Linked DNA regions of Pan troglodytes: regions 1 and 2 are each linked to region 3. The links are chromatin contacts, called in public Hi-C maps. All regions are on one chromosome and are shown on one strand. Each heading gives the region's core, a stretch centred on a gene start, on an enhancer-like site or on the middle of the called end of the contact. The rest is flanking DNA. Distances are from core to core; before and after follow the strand shown.

Region 1 (3,826 bases), core at 844-3,343, 510 kb after region 3:
GAAAGCACCAAGAAAACTTTTGCAATAGGCAAATTCGGCACTTATTATGTGTAACCCTTTGTAGTCTGAAGTGGCAGGAATGGGCCTTTAATCCAACTGCACTTCCACCCCACTCCCTACCCCAGTTTGATAAGCCCTAGCAATTGTTGACATTTATTTTATAAAATCAAAGTGCCGCTTGTTGTATGTTTCAGACAAAAGTTCATTTCCCTCCCCTTATGTAAATACTCTAAGTAAATATTAAAGGTTGAACAGCACTACATTTTCATTTTGGTGACGGGGGTTGGTGTGAAGGTGCTGAGGGGGGTTAAACTCTAGTTTTACTTTGTAAAGCTTTAACCTTTACGTTAACTCCCACTGAGTAGGTATAATTCAGAGAGAACAGAGAAGGCATTAAGACAAGATTAACAATGGCATTAATAATAATAATGCATGTTTACAATAAACACCCCCACACACCTCTATAAACAGGCAAGGAGGTATGAAACTAAAGAAAATGAAATTAATAACATTGTTCTCCTTTTTATAAACACAAAGTATGTATGTAGGTACATACACACACATACATATATACACACATATGTATATGGTTTCTAGGAAGACAGCAAGGGTAACTAACGGTCATTAAGTATTGACTGGCTTGAGTGATGCCTGTTAGCGACTAAAAGTTGACGAGGTCTAAACTAAAATCGAACGTTTTTCTTTTTATTCTTAAAAAAAAAAAAAATACTAGAGCTCTTTAAAAGCCCGGAGGACTTACCCTCAGGGATTATTCAGAGAAAAACTGAGACTGGCCGTTCGTCACAGGCAATTGTAAAGGGTTTCAAAGGGCCGATCAAACGATCGCCAGAGTAATCTACATTCAAGTCCGGATGATGGTGTTACGGCACACACCTGCGGGGTGTTTGCTGTCCGTGCCCCTCGCCGAGCTACAAATCATCATTAAAGCGAGCTGCTTAAGCTTCTTCCCAGCTTCTAGACAAGAGTTACTTGGGACAGTTCACTTTGATATTGCTACAGCTCGCAATTGACAAGCAAGCTATTTTGGAGCTCAAGCCAGAGCCCACATCCTAATGCGCTTCGCGAAAGTAAGCAGGGTGGTTGGGGGCAGGGAGCGGTGAGCAATTGTAAAGGTCTGTCTCTTTCGCCAATTTCCAGAGCAGAATCACCGCAAAAATGTGTAGGAAACCAGGTTAAATCTGCTGAAACCCGCCTTGAGTTTCTAGTGAGGGCCCTCCCAAAACTAATTTACTACAACTTTTAACCGACCCATACTGTGGACATAATCTCACCACCTCAGTTTTCCTCCTTCCTTCTCTTAAGTACCCACAGTCGGGTCAGCACCCAACCTCCATCAGGGTTGGTATCTAGTTTGAAACTTTCACTTTTGGTTCCTTGGTTTGCGATTATTTTCCCCCTTTTTGTGCGGACTGTGCCCTCGCTGCTCTCACTGCCCTCACCTTGAGGGGGAAAATAATCCGGAGTTGGGTAAAAAAGAAAAAGAAAGAGACTTGAGGGTCGGACAGCTGGAGGCGGGGAAAGGCGGGGGTCGATGTGGGTTTCTGTCTGCGTCTGCCTGAGTGCCTGCAAGCCCTCGGCAATCCGCGTGCGACCCACTGGCGGGGGCGGGGTGGGGGAATTAACCGGCTACCGGTGATGCCAAGATCAACACTCGGAGCGAATGTATCAATAGACCAATTTTCTGCTCTTACCGCGAGCTTTTTCGTTTCAATCCAGAGTGGAGGTGTCTGCGCTGCGCAAGACGCAACAGCACAGTGGCGTCAGGCAAAAAAAAAAAAAAAAAAAAAAAAAAAGAGGGCGCTAGATGCGGGAGGCGCAAATATGGAAATTAACTCATTAGGAAGGGGTGTGGTTACCGCGAAGCCCCCTCCTCCATCCCGTCCTTTCTCCCTTGCTGCCACCGTCCCGGCTTGCTAAATATGAGATTACAAACAAACAAATAAAGCAGAAGCTGACTACGCAGTCCCAGATCAAACACGCTCCAGATAATTCGCTTCACTCAGCGCTGCGGCCAGATCTGCAGCTCAGCGCTGGCCCCTGACGCCCGCCGGTGGTTTCAGCGCCCCCTCCACGCCAGCCCCGGCTGCCGCAGCTCTGAAAGGCAGGGCCCGCGGCGGCGTTTCGAAGGCACAGCACGTGGCCCTGACGCCCCGTTTGGTATACGTTTTAAAACATCAGACAAACGCTTCCACCAATATGGTGACCGTCTGAGGGCTTCTGCTGATCTCAGAGGTCCTCTCCTAAATGCTGCCTGAAGAGGATGAGGGTGGTGGTGGTCTCTGGGAGAAAAACAAAAAACAAACAAAACAAACTAGAAAGTAATGTCCCAGAGTCCCTGGCCAAGAGGCTTTTCCCGGGGCGCCGCACTCCGCGAGAGGTATCAGTAGTGGAGGGCTCCGAGAATACGGAGGCTGGGGCCTGGAGGGGGTCTGAGCGTTGAAGTCCCGAGTTGCGATATTATTAACCAAAGACCAGGTTACCAAGATTGAGGGCGAGGAGGTTGGAGAATCTGCAGTGCATAATTATGTGCCGAAATAAAATGTTTCAGTGGGGGGAAAGGGGGTAAAAAGAACACGCAAAACCTCTCAACACCCCCACCCCACCCCGCCCCAGCTGCCCTGCCCCTAGGTCCTCAAAGCCTGCCTCTGTGCAGGGCTGAGGGAAAAAATGGCACTTTTATGGTTTTCCTTCCTGCGTGGCTCGCCTCCCTGTCCCTGCTCCCTGCCTGGCGCTCCCCCAGCTGCGGGCCCCTTGGAGGAAGGCTGCCCAGTCCCCTCGTCTCCCGCTGCCTGCAGGCCACCGAGTCTCAAAGCACGCATTGTCCAGCGGGGGCGGGGAGGCCAGCAGACCCATGGAGAAGAATAACACTGCGCCCAGCTCCTGTTAGGGAAAGTTTCCCAAATGCACTCCTTGTGGTAACATACTACTTTAAAAGATGGGGGGGCGGGGGGGATACGTTTTGAAAATCCGCTGCTTTCTCCAATTCTTCACCCTCTCCCCGTCACTTTTTAGGTCCTGAGAAAGAGAGAGAGTGGACCGGGAAGAAACTGGAAGGTGGCATGGAGGGCCAAAAATGTGAACCTGACTCTAGAGCAGTCAATGTGATGGTTTTTAAATGCAGGTGGGAAGAGTGAAGGGGGGATGTCTTCTCCCACGTCTGGTTGGGAGACAGCTGCATGGCCGGTGCGCTGGGGGTTGCAGGAAGTCTGGGCCACGAGGGCGCGTGTGCAGGCAAAGCATTTTGCACCTCCTGTTTATCTTAGAAACGGGGCGGAGGGGGGTGGGTGGGGAGCGATTGTTCTGCTTCCCGACAGGCAGAAGAAGTTGAATAAAATGGAGAGGCGGGCACACGCAAAAACAAAAACTGCTGCAGGCTCAGAGTCTTTCTCCTTGACCCGAATTCCAAATGGTGGGGGCTCTTCATTTGCAAAGGACTCCGATGTCTGAAGACCCCAGAGACAGCGGTCCTTCAGTGATGGCAAAAGCCGCGATAGAGACCGTTAGAATTGGGGCTTTTGGGGCAAATGTAATTAATCTTTCATTCGAGCAGCGGGGACCCATTCCTTCTAGGCGTTGCCGTCTGCATTGTAGTTCTCTGAGTTTCATGTGCTCTTCCAGGCGTTTGCAAAATAATGGCTCAGGTCCCTTGCAAAACTCTGCCTGAAACAAGTATATTCCAAGACAGTGCGGTAGCGAATAGGTTTTAAAAATCAAATCAAAACAAAGTAAAACCCCCCCCCAAAAAAAAAAAAGTCCCAGGCCCATGCTCTTGGTGTCCAACCACCAAAATGAGGGAAGGGGAGAA
Region 2 (3,379 bases), core at 343-2,842, 360 kb after region 3:
TCTTTTTTCCTAATAGTCACAGAAGTACTGTGGAATTGGGCTTGGTTTACACAATACCAAATCAACAAATCATTTCAGTCCAAAGAAATCTAACAAAACAAAACTGTCAACTAGGTGAAAAATAAAATCATGCCAACTTCTTGTTTCACACTGCATAGACAAAACAACCAGTCATTACGTGGATGTTTCTCTTTCCAACTGGTTGCTTTGGCACTAGGTTCTCAAAGCCTCAGTGTTAGAAAAACTATCCATGGGGTTGGTGGGAGGAAGAGAAAGGGAAATCTTTTTTTTTTTTAAGGCAAATTAAGCTCTTCAAAACGCTACTGCCCATTTAAATAACTGGATTTGGACATTTGATTTAACTACACTTGCCCATAAAATACCAATACTCTAGACTACATAAGGAAACAGACTCATTGGAAGTCAATACTGCTTGATATGAAGACAAGGGAGGCTGAGGCAGGAGAATCACTTGAACTCATGAGGCAGAGGTTGCAGTGAGCTGAGATCACGCCACTGCTCTCTAGCCTGGGCAACAAGAGTGAAACTCCGTCTTGCAAAAAAAAAAAAGACAAGGTACCCACAATTTCCATGTATTTGAGGATTCTCAATCAGTAACCTAACAAAAATGAAAAAGAAAACATGGAACAGTGTGATGCCAATTTTAAGCAAAGAAAAAACTGGGCCGGGCGCAGTGGCTCACGCCTGTAATCCCAGCACTTTGGGAGGCCGAGGCAGGCAAATCACGAGGTTAGGAGTTTGAGACCAGCCTGACCAATATGGTGAAACCCTGTCTCTACTAAAAATACAAAAAAAAATTAGCTGGGCATGGTGGTGGGCGCCTGTAGTCCCAGCTACTCTGGAGGCTGAGGCAGGAGAATCACTTGAACCCAGTAGGCGGAGGTTGCAGTGAGCCGAGGTCACACCTCTGCACTCCAGCCTGGGCAAAAGAGCGAGACTCTGTCTCAAAAACAAAAAAACAAGCCGGGCACGGTGGCTCACGCCTGTAATCCCCACACTTTGGGGGGCCGAGGAGGGGTGATCACAAGGTCAGGAGATTGAGACCATCCTGGCTAACACAGTGAAACCCCGTCTCTACTAAAAATACAAAAAATTAGCCAGGCATGGTGGTGGGCGCCTGCAGTCCCAGCTACTCGGGAGACTGAGGCAGGAGAATGGTGTGAACCCGGGAGGCGGAGCTTGCAGTGAGCCAAGATCACGCCACTGCACTCCAGCCTAGGCGACAGAGCGAGACTCTGTCTCAAAAACAAACAAACAAGCAAACAAAACAAAAAAAAAAACAAAAAAACCCAAAAAACAAAAACACTCTATTGTATGTCATTGACACCAAGATGGTTTCATTTATCTGCCTTAAATAGATTATCTATGATCAACAATAGAAAAATTTTAATTTGTTTTAGTATGCAGCTGTTTCTGTATACCACTCATCAGGCTAAAGTCTCAGTGAGTACACCAAAGAAAAGTATACCATTTCAATTAGAAAGGATGGAAAACCTGGCGAGGCCGAACACTGGCTGCTCTCAAGAACATGATGGGAACTAATGAAAGAGCCAGGTTTCTGGCCTTCAACAATTAAGTGATCAGCTGCCTTTGGTTGCCCCTAACAACTTACACAGACAAGGAGATTACCAGGCAAACAGGCTGCAACAATTCAGGATCCAGAGCCAACTGGAGTGCTGAAATGACATATATTTCCAGGACGGTCACTACCTTCTCATATAAAAAAGGATGAAGAGGAATTATTAAAAAATCCAGAACTTGGCAAACAGTTGCTGAAGTGCACTCACTAACATAATGCATCCATAGAAAAACAGGCCAAGAGGACAGCTATGGTTAGAAGGTTCAGGCTTCTCAGCCTCACCAGAGGTCAAGCTGGCTCACAACTAAGGGCCCTGCTTTTCCCTTAAATAATATTTAGTGATGATTTAATTTTTGTTTTGTGTTCTCTTCTGATTAGAAAGATAATGCTCCGGAAACTTAATTCTGAGCTGAGCACAGTGACTCATATCTATAATCTCAGCACTTTGGCAGGCCTAGGTGGCAGGACCACTTGAGGCAAGGAGTATGAGGCCAGCCTGGGCAACAGAGCAAGACCCTATTTCTACAAAAAAAGTCAGAAAGAGAGAGAGAGAAAGAGAGGAGCAAGGAAAGAAGGAAAGAAGTTTGGTTAATTCTGGAAAATATAAAATAATAATAGTAATAATAAAAAAATTAAATCCACAACAGAATATCACCACTCAGAGGTAACATTTTTATGTATATACTCCAAATCTTTTTGCTATGAATGTTTTTATGTAATTTATATAATTGTGATCAAACTGTATACAATCTTTTTTTTTTTTTTTTTTTTTTTGAGACAGAGTCTTGCTCTGTCACCCAGGCTGGAGTGCAGTGGTGCTATCTCAGCTCACTGCAACCTCTGCCTCCTGGGGTCAAGCAATTCTCCTGCCTCAGCCTCCTGAGTAGCTGGGATTACAGGCACCCACCACCACGCCCGGCTAATTTTTGTATTTTTAGTAGAGACGGGATTTCACCACCTTGGCCAGACTGTTTTTGAACTCCTGATCTCGTGATCCACCTGCCTCGGCCTCCCAAAGTGCTGGGATTATAGACATGAACCACCACGCCCAGGCTCCACAATTTTTATAAATTCATTGGCAATGTTGTTTTGTTGTTAACATCTCACTATATAAATAGTAAACTCCTACTTATTTTCTCACTTTTCCAGGATTGGATTCAAATTCCAGGTTGGTTTCAAATTTTCACTATTATGAATACCTTAGAAACAAGTATCTTCAAACATAAATCTTTGTCGAAATTCCATATACATATATATATGGTTTTGTTTGTTTGTTTGTTTGTTTTTTTGAGACAGTCTTGTTCTGGAACCCAGGCTGGAGTGCAGTGGTGTGACCTTGGCTCAGTGCAACCTCTGCCTCCTGGGTTCAACAGAATCATCCTGGATTCTCCTGCCTCAGCCTCCCGAGTAGCTGAGATTACAGGTGGGCACCACCATGCTCTGCTAATTTTTGTATTTTCAGTAGAGACGGGGTTTCACCATGTTGGCTAGGCTGGTCTTGAACTCCTGACCTCAGGTGATCCACCCACCTTGGCTTCCCAAATTGCTGGGATTACAGGTGTGAGCCACCATGCCCAGCTGATTCCTTATTTTTTTTAATAATAGCTTTATTAATTTAATTAGTCATCAAAATAACACTAAGAGGTAAGTACAAATGATGAAATATAGTGGAGAAAAATAATGAATTTGCTCAAGGTCACACAGCCAGTAAGCAAGAAAGCATGGATTTGAACCTGGACTGTACTGTCTCTCTTACAGGGATATTTACTAGTCACAAGA
Region 3 (3,933 bases), core at 62-2,561:
ATCTTGCCAATATCAAGTTTCTAAAAATCCTGTGATGGAAACCTGATCATTTCTAGTTCCTTTTCAGGAACTAGATCACTGAACAGATATGTGCTTTTGGATGCTGGCCTAAACTGTTTTGTGCACATTCCTACCACTAATAGCAAATCACCTAGGCTGCAGGATGGTCTTGATTCTAGACCCCTGTTCATACAACAGGGACAGAAAGCATGGGTGAGGACTGGATGATGTTTTACTGTTTCTTTCTGTAGGGGACAAAACAGAGTCACGTCTGAGTTTGGGGAAAAAGAAAAAAGCTTATAACTCTTGTCAATGAATGGATGATCCTCAGAAACTTATAATTATTTTGTGTTAGTTATGTTCACATGACAAGCCGTGCATTTATGTAAGATAAAGTAATAGGCAGAAATAAAATATTTTTGATCCACGATTGTTGACCGAAATGAATGCTTCACTTGTTAAGAACTAGTCACAATTTTTATCATTATTGTCATCAATATGTATGCATAACATAGTCCCTACATCGAAAATAGTAAGTATGTCACATTCCCAACTGGTACCTGGCTCTTATTTATATGCTGTTCTTATAAACAATACCTATAAATGATGAGCTGAGTAATAATGAAAGGAACAGGAAAATAGAGAAATCTGCAGTTGTGTCCTCATTCTTGTCATGGCACATTGAGCCACAGTTTCCTCACCTGTAAATCCAGGGAATTGGGTCACAGAAAATCTCAACTGGTCCTTACTGTTTGCTTCTTACTACATGGTTCTGCGGCCTCTAGGAAGAAGGACCATAACGATAGTTTCTATTTCTATGTCATGGAGAGAAAAAGAAGGTTCCTGTTCACCTGTGTGTGGGGGTGTGTGTGGGTGTACCAGCCTTTCTAAAATGATGCTACTCAAATAGGTCTACATGGTGAATATCTGTACGGTCGCAGCCTTGAAACAAAGGCTCATGATGTGGGGGGAAGGAAATAGAAAAAGAAATCACTGCCCAATATACACTCCCCGAAGAAATCAGAAACCCTTCAATTTATTGCTCTTTGTGCATCTAACAGCTTTTAAAAGTCACAACAGACTTCTTTTTGAACGTTTCTAGCAGATCTCGCTGTTCCTGTTGTTGCATGTACCGAGTTTAAATTCTCAGCACAGATGAACACAGCCCAGCGGAAGTTCTAATCCTCAAAAAGTAGACAAATAACAGGGAAACTCCAACGGCCCCTTAATACAGCTGAACTCTCAGGCCTCCCCGGGATGCGGGATTCTGAGCAGTGCCGGAGTTGGGGTTGCTATTTTGTTTGTCCCCATGAGCCCCACCTCGGCGTGCCGATGCACTGATGTAAGAATTCCAAATGAGCTTGCTCAGAAGGGCCCAGATTAGCTGGGTTGCTAGGATCTGGCCATTCCAACCCCCTTTTCCACTTCAGTGGACTGAGCTTTTGACACTATGAAAAGCACCATTTAAAATTAATTAAAGCTTCTTATTTGGTACCAAATCTCATCACTGCTGACTACATTTAATATGTTTTATGTGTGGCTTTAAGTCCCTGTCGCATCATGTGTTGTATGATCCTGCAATGAAGCAGCTGCAAGTTAGAAAACACAGAAGCAACCTGAATTTAGCTCTTGGGTATTTTATCTGGTGTGTGTGTGTGTGTGTGTGTGTGTGTTAAACTGCAGAGCTAGTCTTCTAGTCTCCTGGGTCATGCAAATTTTGTTAAATGATAGAATGACATTCTATCTGGAATTGAAGGCAAGAGACCTGAGTTCTAGGCCTGCTCAGTCACCAATTTGTTATTAGGGTGATGAGAAAGACATAGTTCCTTTTTAAAACTTCAATTTTCTCATATGTACAAGAAAGAGGCTGGACTGCAGTCTCAGAGGTTGCTTTCAGCTTGACTATTTTAGGATTCAGAGTACAGAAGGCAAAGTTGTGTTGTAGATTAGTCCAACAGGTTTTGGGGTAAAAGAGATCTGGGTTTAAATCTCAGCTTAACAACTGACTCTGTAGCACTGAGCAAGTGATGATCTCTCTAAGCCTTGTTTTCACCATCTGTAGAGTGGGGTCAATAATAGTACTCTCTCATAGAGACTGTTGTGAAGTATAATGAGATAATGCATGCCAGTGCTTAGAACAGTGCTTTGTGCATAGTAAGCCCTCAATAAATGGGAACTGGTATCATTATAACAACAGATTACTTATTACCATTGCATTTAGACTCAATATCATTATTGAACAGTCCTGTGGGTTCTCAACTCCTAAACACTTGCTATAAGCAATGTCTTCAAATTAAGGATATTTTATCACTTACATAGGCCACAAATTATTTTTCCAGTCTATTAGTGACAAATGACTTATTAATAACCCTCTCCAAAAGCCAGAGACCCACTTGTCCATCTCATTATTGTTCTTTCAAAAGACTAATTGTGTCAGTTATGTTAAATGATAATAGTAATAATAATAAACACTCATTGAGGTAGAAGGAAGTCTTGTAGGCAGACAAAAAGGAAGTAAAATTACCAAAACCATGAAAAAATTTTCTTGGTATCCTGCTTGACTAAACCCAGTCTGAGGTTTTATCTGCCTCTAGGAGCTGTGATTTTTTAATGGTGCCTTTTATTTATTTATATATATATTTATTTATTTATTTTTAGTGTGCTATGAAAATGTTTGTTCTAGTTTTGTTTTCCATGAATTTTTTTAAATTTTACTTTAAGTTTACCTATGTATGGTGCCATTTTTAACAGCAGTCTGCAAAACTGCAACAGCAGTTTGCATGTTGCGTGTCTATTTGGACTAGAGAATTTTCCCCCAGTCCTGTTTGCATTTTGGTTTTAACAGGAGGGAAAAAATAAAGTCTGAGAAGGAATGATTATCCTGAATTGCATTTTAGGAGAATTTTGTCTATGTGGGAATCAAATTATTTGGTCTTATTGGTGAATCAAATAAGTATATGCTTGTATATAACCAATCTTCATATACAAGTAATCCAGGACTTGGATGTTTCTGGAAGACTTAACAAAACATGCTGTATTTGCTGGCCATGAAAAAACTTTGAACATTGAACAACAAATAGGGTGTTTCTTAAAACACTATTGTATCCTTGTATTTTTATATTTTTATCCTGCTCACACTCTGAAAAAAGAGTTTTAGAGAAGCATCAACATAAAAACTCCACGGTGGGAAAAAAATAGACTGTCACACACAGTGAGTGGTGAGTGGACTTCCATTTACCTGGTGTAGCAGCCGAAAACACAGGCTGGCCACTCTATCAGCGCTTTAAGCAAGGTCAGGAATCATCCCATGTTTTAAACAAGTGACTTATTCAAACTGAAAAATTCTCCAGTTACAGTAGTTTGTTGAACTGTCTTGAACGAAAATGCTTTTCAGAGCTTTTCCACCCAACTGAGGCTTTTATTTTTAGGTATCGGTTGGCAAGTTAATCAGAGTTGTGTAAGGTCTCAATTCAAACAATTTTGGAAAGTTACTACATCTGAGTCTCAGTTTCTTTATCTGCATAATGGGAAGGAAAATAATGGTATCTAGCTCATGAGGTTGTTGTGGTGTGATAGTTTATGTAATATATTTGCAGTATCTGCAATATATGCAGTGCCTGTCACAGAGCAGGTCTTCAGTAAATGGTATTTCTCATCCCCATTTTTACAGCAGGGTATCAAAAAGGGTTTAGACATTATTGTGTATTACCACAACTTTGATCAGATCTAAGCCATCCCCACCAATATTACGCGTAATTGGCCTTAATAGAAAAATCATAACAAAACCCTGAGAAGCATATGATTATCTCAGAAAGCACCAGAATGCTTTTCTCAGTGTAGGAATGCGACAAATACAAGGGGTTTCCTTGGAGGAGCAAATACAACTATTTCCTTGCCTAGAACCAGCCTTAACATTTAATAGCCAGCATACAG

The links. A called contact is a pair of places that touch in the nucleus more often than the background predicts.
Region 1: a contact with region 3 is called in a Hi-C map of stem cell-derived neural progenitor cells, with 7 times the contacts expected there. The contact joins two enhancer-like sites. A contact is called at or near these places in 1 of 7 Hi-C or Micro-C datasets (stem cell-derived neural progenitor cells) and 1 of 1 datasets of contacts at active chromatin or transcription factors (stem cell-derived excitatory neurons).
Region 2: a Hi-C map of stem cell-derived neural progenitor cells shows a contact between it and region 3, with 4 times the contacts expected there. The contact joins two enhancer-like sites. A contact is called at or near these places in 2 of 7 Hi-C or Micro-C datasets (induced pluripotent stem cells and stem cell-derived neural progenitor cells).

The regions. Positions count from the first base shown.
Region 1 is chr2:184,902,063-184,905,888 of NHGRI_mPanTro3-v2.0_pri, reverse strand. No RefSeq gene overlaps it. Among named protein-coding and RNA genes, the nearest start is that of SOX2, 15 kb to the right of the region's middle. Within about 2 kb of position 2,093, at least 11 of the 24 cell types and tissues checked have an H3K27ac peak or open chromatin away from gene starts, as enhancers often do. A contact at or near this core is called in stem cell-derived neural progenitor cells, where this site is marked.
Region 2 is chr2:185,054,959-185,058,337 of NHGRI_mPanTro3-v2.0_pri, reverse strand. No RefSeq gene overlaps it. Among named protein-coding and RNA genes, the nearest start is that of SOX2, 170 kb to the right of the region's middle. Within about 2 kb of position 1,592, at least 5 of the 24 cell types and tissues checked have an H3K27ac peak or open chromatin away from gene starts, as enhancers often do. A contact at or near this core is called in stem cell-derived neural progenitor cells, where this site is marked.
Region 3 is chr2:185,410,584-185,414,516 of NHGRI_mPanTro3-v2.0_pri, reverse strand. No RefSeq gene overlaps it. Among named protein-coding and RNA genes, the nearest start is that of SOX2, 520 kb to the right of the region's middle. Within about 2 kb of position 1,311, at least 13 of the 24 cell types and tissues checked have an H3K27ac peak or open chromatin away from gene starts, as enhancers often do. A contact at or near this core is called in stem cell-derived neural progenitor cells, where this site is marked.